Linked DNA regions of Lactuca sativa: region 2 is linked to region 1. The links are chromatin contacts, called in public Hi-C maps. All regions are on one chromosome and are shown on one strand. The core of a region is the stretch at or near the end of the contact, and the rest is flanking DNA. Distances in the headings are between cores, read along the strand shown.

Evidence for each region. Hi-C and Micro-C count contacts between places; a contact is called where the count stands out from the background.
Region 2: a contact with region 1 is called in a Hi-C map of leaf, with 6 times the contacts expected there. The contact joins the promoter of LOC111886600 here to the promoter of LOC111886589 in region 1. A contact is called at or near these places in 2 of 4 Hi-C or Micro-C datasets (both in leaf).

The regions. Positions count from the first base shown.
Region 1 is chr5:225,287,810-225,290,750 of Lsat_Salinas_v11, forward strand. LOC111886589 (two-component response regulator ORR22) reads right to left here and starts at 1,321. Exons shown (of 6, transcript XM_023882837.3): 1 at 851-1,321; 2 at 539-691; 3 at 54-431. The coding sequence starts at 983.
Region 2 is chr5:225,436,550-225,439,314 of Lsat_Salinas_v11, forward strand. It overlaps LOC111886600 (60S ribosomal protein L39-1), which reads left to right and starts at 1,437. Exons shown (of 3, transcript XM_023882856.3): 1 at 1,437-1,587; 2 at 2,046-2,149; 3 at 2,247-2,508. The coding sequence starts at 1,585. The coding sequence ends at 2,295. The region is part of intron 9 of LOC111886598; the gene reads right to left.

The DNA.
Region 1 (2,941 bases), core at 71-2,570:
CGATGAAACAAGTTTAGATACGAACACAAGAACAAAAAGACAGAAAAGCTCACTCTCGATTCCAAGTTGATTAACAGCAGCAACGAACTTTCTATGAAGATCAATAGACCAAACAACACGTGGCTTCTTCTGCGAAGATGGATCGTCATCTTCATTCCCATTATCTTCACCATCGTCATCCTCATCTTTTCTTTTCCGATTAAGTTTCCCATTCAGATCTCCACTTCCGGCTTCCTGTCCACCTTCACCTCCATGATTCTGCCGATCTTGGTTGTCAGATTTCGATTGAGATTTTGACTCCACTTTTCTACGAATCACATGTTGCCATATATTACGTAATTCCTCCAAACGAACCGGTTTCACAAGGTAATCACAAGCCCCATGTGTTATCCCCTTCATTACAAGCTTCGGGTCGCTGTTTCCCGATAACACTGTTGACAATTTCAAAAGAAAAATTAGAAAACCCACATCGATTTTGACTTCGGAATTGGAGAAATTGGAGAAATTGAAGAAATTGAAGTGGGAATTTGTGAATTACTGATAACGGGTAAGTCCATTTCAAGACCAACGAGTTCAAGAAGCTTGAAACCATCCATGTCCGGCATATGAACATCACTGATCACAAGGTCAAATCGGTTTCGATTTTCTCTTAACATCTTCAATGCTGTTATGGCTTGACTTGTGGTTGTAACTGCAAAATCCAAAATCAAATGTTTTTTAAACAGAAACCTAACTCAATTTTTCATGAAAAGGGATAAAAAATAAAGATTGAAACCCTGAAAAAGTTAAAATGATTGAGTCAACACTTTAAAGAATATAATCTTTTAACAACAGTTGAAACGAAGCTAACCTTGGTATTGGCATTTCCTTAAAAGCCCATCTAATAACTTCAAACAAGTTGGATCATCATCGACAGCAAGAACTCTCATCCCAATGGGAAATCTGTCAATTTCGTTAGACCCTCTAATTTCTTCTACAGTCATCTTCTTGTTGTTTTTTTCTTTATAATTATTTGAAACACAAATCCAGATGATGAAAAAGAGATCAAACAAGATTCAAGAAACACACAAGATTCAGAAAGTTTGGATTTTTTTCATCTGTTTGACCACCTTGTTGACGAACAAAACCACCCCAGAAAGAAAAAAGAATGATTTCAAAGATAATAGAGAGAGAAACAGGATCTTGGAGAGAGAGAAAACAAGATAGTGACTTGGACTGGAGCTTAATACATATTGACAATGATGGGGGAAATTTGGCCAGAACAGATTGAATGGCTTTCAACGCAACAATACACAGAATCAAAAACTCTCTCTCTCTCTCCCTCTCTCTCTCTGGATTTGTCTTTTGCTTTTTTTTTATCTACTTCTTTTTGCAGAAATAAAAAAGCCCCTTTTTAATAAAATATTATTTTGGGTAATATCAATGTATACATATAATCTAGTATATGTACACATTTACATCTTTGTTTCTATTGAGAAACAATGGAGACTTTCTTTTTCCCCTTTCTTAGAATCTTTACCTCTCATGGATATATATGGAAGCTTTATTATAACTTTTGGGTGATATAAGTTTGTTGTAAAAACAGAATCTTTTAATAAACATTAATAACTCTTCAACGTCAAGTTAGTTAAAAGGCAGACACTCAACACACACGTTAAAACTTAAAAACATAACAAGTCATATTCGGTTTTTATCTAAGAAAGCTTAATTTGAATTTGAATAGAAATATTAGTTTTTTTATATTTTATATATAGAGAGATATAGGGTAAAAATATATAGTATAAGATTTTGAAGATACACTTAATCTGTTAAAATTCCGGATTAGAAGAAGAATAAAGAAACCCAATTATTAAGCAATCCTAGCCGTCCATTTGCTTTGATAATACTAATGGACCCATCCATTAATCATATGCAACTCATAGTAATAAACATGTTAATTAGAAAACGCTTTTATGGTGAAAAGACGTTTTCTTTAATTAATAAAAAGTCTTGAAGGGTAATATGGTAATTGAAATGGAGGGACAGAATCTTGGAGTAATTATCCTATCAAGTTTAAAATGCTAATTATATTAAATTGCCATTTGCAGGTTCAACAGACTAGCCATTTAAAGCCCTCTCAAATAATACCTTTGCTTGATTAGGTATGGTGCTTAATTAGAGGCTTATTTATTTATAATTTTCAATAATAATACTACTATAAATAATAAAATAACCAAATGTCATTTTCCCCATTCATTTGACCTACCAAATGTGACATGTTCCGAGTAAACATGTGTGTTTATGTTTGATTTTGTTTTTAGTTATTTTCTATAAATAAATCATTACACAAGTTCATAAATGACTCGTAATCATGATTTTTTATAATAAAAGTTCTTGTACTATTTTTCTATGCTATGAATAACTAATATCCTAATATCCTATGATAATTTCAACTAATCAATTTTTCGTATGAAAACTAGAAAGGTTGGTTTAACTAAACATGTCAAACTATGGTCCAAATATAAATTAAGCAGAATGAGTAATTTTTGTATGTACCATAAACATTTTTTTCGTCTATTTTTTTAAATGTTAAAATGTACCATATAAATGGCTAACGTAAACTCGTTCAATGCCCATATAGGAGGTAATCTGATAAAAAATTGTTATATTTCGGACGTTTTATTGTTTGATTTATTGATCTACTATATGGAATTCCGTACAACAACTATAAAGCTCCTACAACAAAAGCAATTGTTTTATGATTGTAAATAACTTGTATGTCAAATATATAAATAACTAAATAAAATAATAATAATCTACTTTTGCAATACAATATGATGGAAATCTATATTTTTATTTGGTAACCTGATTCCTATTTATCTTTTTTGAAACACTTAAATTTTTTTTGAAACAACTTAAAAAACATATTAAAGGCGGAAATAGTAATAGTAATGAAACTAAT
Region 2 (2,765 bases), core at 187-2,686, 150 kb after region 1:
CAAAACAACATATCCTTTAAGTAAGAACATGTTTTAAAGATGAGTGTGTATGTAGTAGAGAGAGAGAGAAAAAAAAAGCACACACCATCTTCATCGAATCCAATAGAAGCAAAGATAAAAATCAGTGAATTCAAACTTGGGAAGGATTTTGAATTTTGTGAATATATTACCTGTAATAACATTCTTATAGTACCAACTGAATCGATGAATGAGTAATCAGAACTCTATCTTCGTAATCGTCTTCAAGCGCCTACATATAACAAATGCTTATTAAGTTCCCGTGTTTGAGAGAGAACATGATTAGAATCAACCGATAACTCTATTGGTTAAGATTAATCATGGTGAAAATCAATCAGAATGAAAAGATAATTAACAATATAGAATCCTAATCAACAGACAATGTAACAACGTAATAGCCGACCTTGAGGAAGCGACTCAGAAAGGATTTCAATCAAATATGTTGCAATCATCATGATCGACTTATAAAAAAACGCTAATTAGGTGGCTGATTTATCTCTTTCAACATGGAAAGTATTCATTACACACGAACGTTTGTAATCAATAGAATTTGTAATACGTTCAATCAATAGGGAATTGTTTTGTTATGATGACATCATCAGAAATATGGAGAACGATGCAAAGGTTGAAATCAATCAAGGAAACCCAATAAATGGTCCTGATTGTTGAGTGTGACATCATCAGGTTTCGGTTTTAATATATATAAACATAGCAAATATGACAAAACAATTTACATAATGAAAAGTGCGTATTTAACATGTTACATAACATACACTTATCTTTTGTTAAATCTAAAATAGGTTACCAAGTTATTTAATCTAAAGTATATATTGAATATAATTAACTACAGAGTAAATAAATTATATAATTAAAAAAAATATAATTAATTTTCAATTTAAATTTGAAAAAAATAGTCTAGTTAGGATTCTTTAAGAGACTAAACACTACACTCAAATTATGTACATAGGTTGCAAGAAAAGACTTTGTTTAGGTCGCAAAAAAAAACTTTGTTAATTTTATTTTTAGTGAAGACTTGTGGTCAAATGCATTTACGTATTGTTAAACTAAAATCTCAATAGTTTTAGTCATCAATCATGAAATCTATCTCATCACCATATATTGGAATTGTTTGTTATAAAAGTAAAGACTTTTATGGTGTTATTGATTTTTAAATTTGGATTACGAAATTAAAAATTAAGAAAAAATTGATCGCAGTTATTTACATTTTATCCATAGAGATACATATGGCCTTTTGAACAAGTGAAATGTAGTCTTTAGAAGTAAAAATAATTACTCGTTATTCAGCCAAAATTTGTTTTAAAGAATCTACTGATTAAAAAATTATTTCTTTCAAATAAAAATTACTAACTTATTTATTTATTTATTCATTTTTCAAAATCGACCATTTTAAAGTTTAAACCCTAATTGGGCTTCTTCGACATAGCCCACCCAAAACCAGAACAAAACCCTAGCTACATATAACCTCTGTCATAGCGGCCACCATCTTAAGCGAACCAGAGAAGATCCGAAGAAGTAGAGCTCTTGTGCTCTCCGAAGACGAACGCCATGGTAATCTATTCTATCTTTTCTTCAACCTCATGTTAAAAATTGCTGATCGTAACTACAAATCGTAGACAGTTTCTTCCTTTTAGATCAATTTCAGAAGTTGAAATTATGTAAATCTACTTCTGTTTTGGATATAAGAAACCACTACCTTAGATGATGATTCTAGACTAGTTTTTAGAATTTTACGGTTTGCGGTTGTTCGTTTAGGGTTATAAGAGAGATATTTGCTAAATAACTTAAGGTTTCATCGCTGTAGTGTGATATAAATTCGAGAATGTAATCTCCATCGCAGATTCTGTGAGTTTGAGCTAAATTTGCTTTATATCGATTGTTGCAATGAGCTAAAAGCATATAGAAAATGAGATGCTCTGTCCGCTCTGGTTCGAGCATTCCATGAGTGTTTATCTTTGAGCTCATAGAATTCATATGAACAATCATAAAAATGTTTAATTTTGAAACAGCCTTCACACAAATCATTCATGATCAAGAAGAAGCTCGCAAAGAAGATGAGGCAGAACAGGCCCATTCCTCACTGGATTCGCATGAGGACTGACAACACGATCAGGTCAAATTAATTTCTCCAACTTTCATCATCATTCTGAAATCCCAATTTATGATTTTGCTTTTGTATTTTTTTGTTGACATCTGTTTGTTTGATTCAGGTACAATGCAAAGCGCAGGCATTGGCGTAGAACCAAGCTTGGATTTTGAGGTGCTATTTTGTTTAATTCAATCAAGATTTTTGTTCTTGTTTTTCAATATTTAGCTTAAAGTGGATTTGAGTTTAATGTTTTTAATTTCTTGGAATTTGAAGATGTTTTTGATTTGACCTTGTTTATCATGTATCTTAAATGATGTTAGGCCATTTGTTGTTTTGATCTAAACTTGCTGTTTTTGATAATCAAAGGAAAATCTTTGCAGAGAGTTTGTGTCTCTGATTTTTTGACAAATCAATAGTAATCTTTAATAGAAAGAATAATATTATAATGTTTGACGTCTGTGAAACCATAAACACAAAATTAACCACTTTTTATAAATTCATATATCAATTTTTTTTCTGGTTTGGCCACATTTGATGATGAGTGGTGACTTGCAACATCAACAAAACATGTGTCTTATATATGAGATTTGGTGTGCATAAGTTATTAAGTTAGCTTAATGCAATTTAGTACATAACTTAT